Linked DNA regions of Pan troglodytes: region 2 is linked to region 1. The links are chromatin contacts, called in public HiChIP or PLAC-seq maps. All regions are on one chromosome and are shown on one strand. The core of a region is the stretch at or near the end of the contact, and the rest is flanking DNA. Distances in the headings are between cores, read along the strand shown.

Evidence for each region. HiChIP or PLAC-seq counts read pairs in DNA pulled down with a chosen protein or histone mark.
Region 2: an H3K4me3 HiChIP or PLAC-seq map of stem cell-derived excitatory neurons shows a contact between it and region 1, with 5 times the contacts expected there. The contact joins the promoter of BCL9L here to the promoter of DDX6 in region 1. A contact is called at or near these places in 1 of 7 Hi-C or Micro-C datasets (stem cell-derived neural progenitor cells), 1 of 1 datasets of contacts at active chromatin or transcription factors (stem cell-derived excitatory neurons) and 1 of 1 other capture datasets (stem cell-derived neural stem cells).

Annotation. Positions count from the first base shown.
Region 1 is chr9:120,735,752-120,738,479 of NHGRI_mPanTro3-v2.0_pri, reverse strand. DDX6 (DEAD-box helicase 6) reads left to right here and starts at 1,380. Exons shown (of 14, transcript XM_054662764.2): 1 at 1,380-1,742.
Region 2 is chr9:120,869,812-120,872,511 of NHGRI_mPanTro3-v2.0_pri, reverse strand. BCL9L (BCL9 like) reads left to right here and starts at 1,302. Exons shown (of 9, transcript XM_016922105.4): 1 at 1,302-1,993.

The sequences.
Region 1 (2,728 bases), core at 131-2,630:
ATGGGCACAAGGTGCAGGGCTATTTCCTTACATTAGTAGGTATTTTAAAACCTGGGCTGGAGACGCCATGCTGTAAATTTAAAATAAAAAAAAAAAAGTAAGGCGAACCTTCTTTTTAACCTTAAGAATAGTCTTCACTATTCTCCACCACCTTCCCACCGGCTGTGTAGAAATAACGACCACCAAATGAGAATAGGCTATTTACTCAGAGCTGGCAAGAGTCAGCCGCGACCCATCACTTGATTTAATAGACTCATAGGCAAGCAGGGGAGTGGAAAAGCTTTACATATACTGAAAAAAGGGAGAAACTTCAGGTTGGCTCTGATTGGAGGATGTTGGCATCGGGAAGTTGGAGGAGGGCTAACTAGAAGCAGGGCTTCTTACGCGATTGGTGTGAGGAGCACATTTGGCTTTCTCTGATTGGCCCAGAGCTGGAAGCAGGGGCAAGAAATAGGGAAGCTGCCGGTTAAAGATCAAGTCCTGACCCTTCTGGGTAGGAGGTCATGGGTAGGTTTGGCCATTCTTTGTATATTCAGTCTCTCAATTGGGTGAGACTTAGATTTTGTTTCTCTTGACCTAGCTAGCTTTTAGCTCCAAAGTTTTGTTTAACTTGGAAGAAGACAGCAGTTCTATTATTTCTGTCAAGGATAAACACAGACATTGGGATCTGAAAAGTAATTATGGGAACATACATAAAGATCTTCATAGTGAGGGTCAGGCAGGAGAGTCACCCTCTGCCTTAAGCTTCTCCATTTCCTTACTGAATTCCTATTTCTATTATAACTGACGCTTCACTAGCTTCCCTCCCTTTAGTGGAGGGCCCGGCCTCCTCCGCCCCTACTTTCTTCAGTCTTGCCCTTCGAGGGCAGGAGAAGACGGTTGCGCCCTACTAACTCTTCACCTTACAGTCCAGCTTCTCCCCCCACCACCCCGGTGCGCTCTCTCGGTTTGCTACCCTCTCTACCAGGCCTCCCCACTCCACCTGCGCAACGCCCCCAGCTCCCTGCTCTCCGGAGTAATCCCCCTCAGTCGCACTCTCACAGCCCGGCCCCTGCCCCCGCCTCACCCCCAGTTGTGCCTTCACCTCCCGGTTCCTCCCCGACAGGTCCCCCAAGATACGCCCTCACAGTCCGGTCCCCCGCTGTCCTCTCCCGGCGCAGCTCAAGTCCGGTGCCTTCCCCCCGCAGACCCCCGATGCGCACCCTCAAGCTCGGTGCCTCTGCCCCCCCGCAGGGGCGCCCTCAAGCCTGGTACCCTTCACATGAGAGCCCCCCGGGCGCACCCTCAAGCTCGGTGTACCCCCCCATACCACCCGCAGGCGCGCCCTCATGCCCGGAGACTTCCCCCGCCCAGGTGCACCCTCAAGCCCGGTGCCTTCCCCCACAACCAGCCCCGCCAGGCGCACCCTCAAGCCCGGAGCCTACCCCCCGCCAGGCGCGCCCTACAGGCCCGCCCCGTCCCACCGCGCAGCGCCCCCCGCGCGCTCTCTGGAGTCCTCCCTCCTGCCTGGTGCGGCCTCCGGGCCCGGTCGGCCCCCCTTCCGGCCCCCACACTCAGACGCGCGCCCGGCGTCTCCGGGCCGCTAGTTCCGCGCCTTCCTGCATGGAGGCGCGCCCCGAGAGGCTCGGACGCGGCCCCTTAGGCCCGGCATCAGCCTCCCCGGCCAGCAGGAGGAGTCAGGTCAGCTTCCTGTCCCCGAGCAGCTGCCCGGGGGCCAGTTTTCAAAACATATCCTTAGTCAGGTAATAAAGAGATGTTCCTCTGGTCTCAACTCCCGATTTTTACTTTGGACGGGCGAAGGCAGGGCTACCCTTGCCAGCCACCATTTCTCAATCACGTCGCGGCTGTGGAAAAGCAGCCGTCCTGTCCCTTCAAAAAGGAACTCGTATTTCCCCCTCGAACTTTTCTCGTCGGTGTGAGAGAAGGGCCCTCCATTTTCTCCTCAGGAAGCTTTCGCGGCCCGGCTTCCTCTCACCACCAGGCCAGGAAGGCAGTGACGCCGCGGCGAATATAGCCGCGGCGGCCGAGGTTTCGCCATCTTGAGTGGAGGAGGAGCCGCGGTCGCCGCCATGCGGAGAGGCAGGGAAAGAGGGAGGAGGAGGCGGCGGGCGGGCGAACGGGCGAGCGAGGGAGGGGGCAGAGGAGCCGAGTTAGCTCAGCCAGGCGGCGACTTCGGCGGCGCCACGAGAGCGGGCAGCGGAGGAGGTAGGGCTGGACAGCCGGGGGAGCCGGCGGCTCGAGCGGCTGGCCTGCGCGCCCCTCGGAGCGGGGCGGGGGCGGGGGCGAGAGGAGGCCGTAGCGAGAGGGCTGGGTGGGGGCGGGCGGAGGTTTCCGAGGAGGAAGGAGCGTCCGCCATTTTGGGAGCTTCGAGTCAACAATAAAGGACCGAGGGTGCCGAGCGGGAGTGGCCTCGTTGGTAGGACACGGGCCCGAGTCGCGAGGCTTGGGGTGAGGTGGTGGGGTCGAGGTCAGCGGTGCTTTGGGGGCTGTAGGGAGCCCCCCGGGCCGGCTCTGGGGGACTCTCGGGCGGAGGCCTAACGCCTGGCCGGGCCTGGGGAGGAAGGCGGTCGGCAGCTGTGTGGGGTGGGAGCGCCTGAGAGGAGGCGAATATAGGAATGTGGTGCGCAGCAGGGTCGGCAGGAGGAACAGGCTAAGTACTCGGAGTAGCTTTATCGAAGATGAGGGAATATGAGGCGGAAGGGGGCGGCAAGGACTTAGGGGGATGATG
Region 2 (2,700 bases), core at 53-2,552, 130 kb before region 1:
GGGACCATCTGTGAGGAGGGGCAGGGGAGAGGGCCGAGGAAACAGCAGGAACAAGCAGGCTGGCTAGTGTTCTTCCTATCAGACACAGTCAATGCTTGTCACTTGCTATTAATTCTGGGTGGGTGGGGACAGTAGGAAACAGGGAAAGTGCCCTGGGATAAGGAGACCCAAATTCTAGTCCTGGGCTTACCACTTTCTAGCTGGGTAGCTCTGGATAAGTCCTTAGGTAATGCAAACCTCAATTTCCTCACCTCTGTAATGGGACCATAACCTCTTTCTTGCAGGTTTGTGGTGAACATTGAAACATGTGAAATGTTTTTAAAAAGCGCTTTGGGCCGGGTGCGGTGGCTCACGCCTGTAATCCCAGCACTTTGGGAGGCCAAGGCAGGCTGATCACCTGAGGTCAGTAGTTCGAGACCAGCCTGGCCGACATGGTGAAACGCTATCTCTACTAAAAATACAACATTAGCCGGGCATGGTGGCAGGTGCCTGCAATCCCAGCTACTTGGGAGGCTCAGGCAGGAGAATCGCTTTAACCCAGGAGGCAGAGGTTACAGTGAGCCGAGACCGCGCCTTTGCACTCCAGCCTGGGCAACAAGAGCGAAACTCCATCTCAAAAAAAAAAAAGGGCTTTACATTTTCTTTTTCATTGCCTCGATCGTCCTATAGGGTGGTGAGAGTGTGTGTGTGTGTGTGTGTGTGTGTGTGTGTGTGTGTGAGAGAGAAGCACTTTGAGGTTAGGTTAGGAGAGTTCTTTCGAGAAGACAAAGGTTTCACTTCCACAAACATTTTCTTAGCATCCACTTTGTGCTGCTGAGGATTGAGATGAAAAAACTCAGTCTGTGTCCTCAAGGACCTCATGGTCTACTAGGAGAGACATGAATAAAGAGATGCTCAGTGCATTATGGATGTGGGTGGGTAAAACGAAGAGGGGACCCAGTGCTGTGTGTGTGTGTGTGCGCGCGCGCGTGTGTCCAGGCAACTTCCACTCCTTCCAATCAGTGCAGATAGGAAGGTAGGTTTGTCAAACCTTTCCCTAGCCTGGGATGTTGTTGGCGCGTCTCCTCCCCAGTTCTCAGGAGTGAGGAGGAGAGCAGAAACCGCCCCCCCCCCCCCCCGCCCCCGGGCCAACCTGCCTCCCGCTAGCCGGCCGGGCGCCTTACCGAGTCAGACCACTGGGAGGCTGGGGGAGCCGGGTTGGGCGAGGAGGCAAGCGAGATGGGGGAGCTCTTATTTTGACAGGGGCCTCTCCGGGCTCTGGTATGAAGGCAGAAGGAGGCAGCCAGAGAGCCCCGATGCTTATTCAGGCTGGGGAGTGGAGCCGAGTGGAGGGGCAAGCGAGGCTCCGGCAGCGCAGGGGAGCCCGGGGAGGCGGCGGCGCGCGGCGGAGCCAGTGGCTGGACATGCCCCGGACCCGGGGCCGCTGCACCACCGCCGCCGCCCGGAGCCAGCCGGCCGGACGCCCGCACGCCTGGGTCCCCCGGCGCCGCGCCGCCCGGGGGCTGCGACCCGGACCCTCGGCGTCCGACCAACAATAAGCGCCCAGACAGCCCCCTCCCCACCCAGCGCCCGCCATCCCCGCGGGCTTTGGGGAAAGTGAAAGGAGGAGGCGAAGGAAGGAAGGAAGCAAGCAAGCAAGCAAGCAAGGGAGGAGGAGCAGGAGCAGGAGCCGGAGCCCTGAGGTTCGGGGCCGAGACCCCGGCCCCGCGCCCCGGCCCCGGCGGGTGTGCGCGCTCTCCCGCCGCTGCCCGGCGCCCACGACCATGCTCCGCGGTTGGGAGGCAGGAACCCAGGCACCCAGCGATCCCCGGATAGCCTCTCCCGGGCCGGGCTGGTATTGAGATCAAGGCGTCCAGGATCAAAAGATCACCGCCTGCCCGCCCCCTCTGCATCTCCAACTGGCGAGCAGGAGGACCCCCATCCACACAACGACCCTGACCTGGTCATGGCGTCCAGCTCCGGCCTGGCGTGAGGACCCCCCAATCCGCCTGAGGTGAGGGGTGGGCTGGGGGCAAGGCGAAAGTCATGCCAGGCCAGCAGAGGCGCGAGGAGGGAGATCCAGTTTGAATCGGGGAGGGGAAACACAGTCTGATTGTCTCTTGATCTCTGGCACGTACCCCCAGGCTGTTTAAGGTGTGGGGGACTCCCCCAGGGTCAGTGGAGGCTACTCTTAAGCCCCCAATCAGGTTGGCAGCTCCAGAACACCGTGGGGAGGGCTTAGGGACAGCCAGGGGACCCTGCCACCCTAGCGCAGAGAACAAGGCCGGCCTTGGGCCAGCTGGAGCAGCGAACCTTGCCCTGGGGGCTTCTGGGAGATGTAGTCCCCCTCCCAGGCTCACCAACCCCGTGGGTCTCAGCACCCCAGCCCTCCTCCTCTGGCTGATAGGAGCCTCCAGAAGGAGGTGGGTTGGGACTGGGGAGAGCTGGGGGTCACCCTTTTCTCCCAGGCACTGCCTGTGAGTAGCGGGGGCTGTGACTGAGGAGTCTCTTCTTCCAAGGCTTCTGAGTGATGTGGGCTTGGCTGGGGGGTGGGGCAGTCATACAGTTCCTTGGAGGTGTCCCTGCGCTGCTAAGGGGAGGTGGCCCCTGTCTTGATCCAAAGGAACCCTCGGGGAAGAATGTAGGAAGAGAAGTGAGCTTAGGCTTCTTGTTGCGCTGGGGTAGGTCCTATTCCAGGGCTGCTGGAATTTGGTTTCAGAA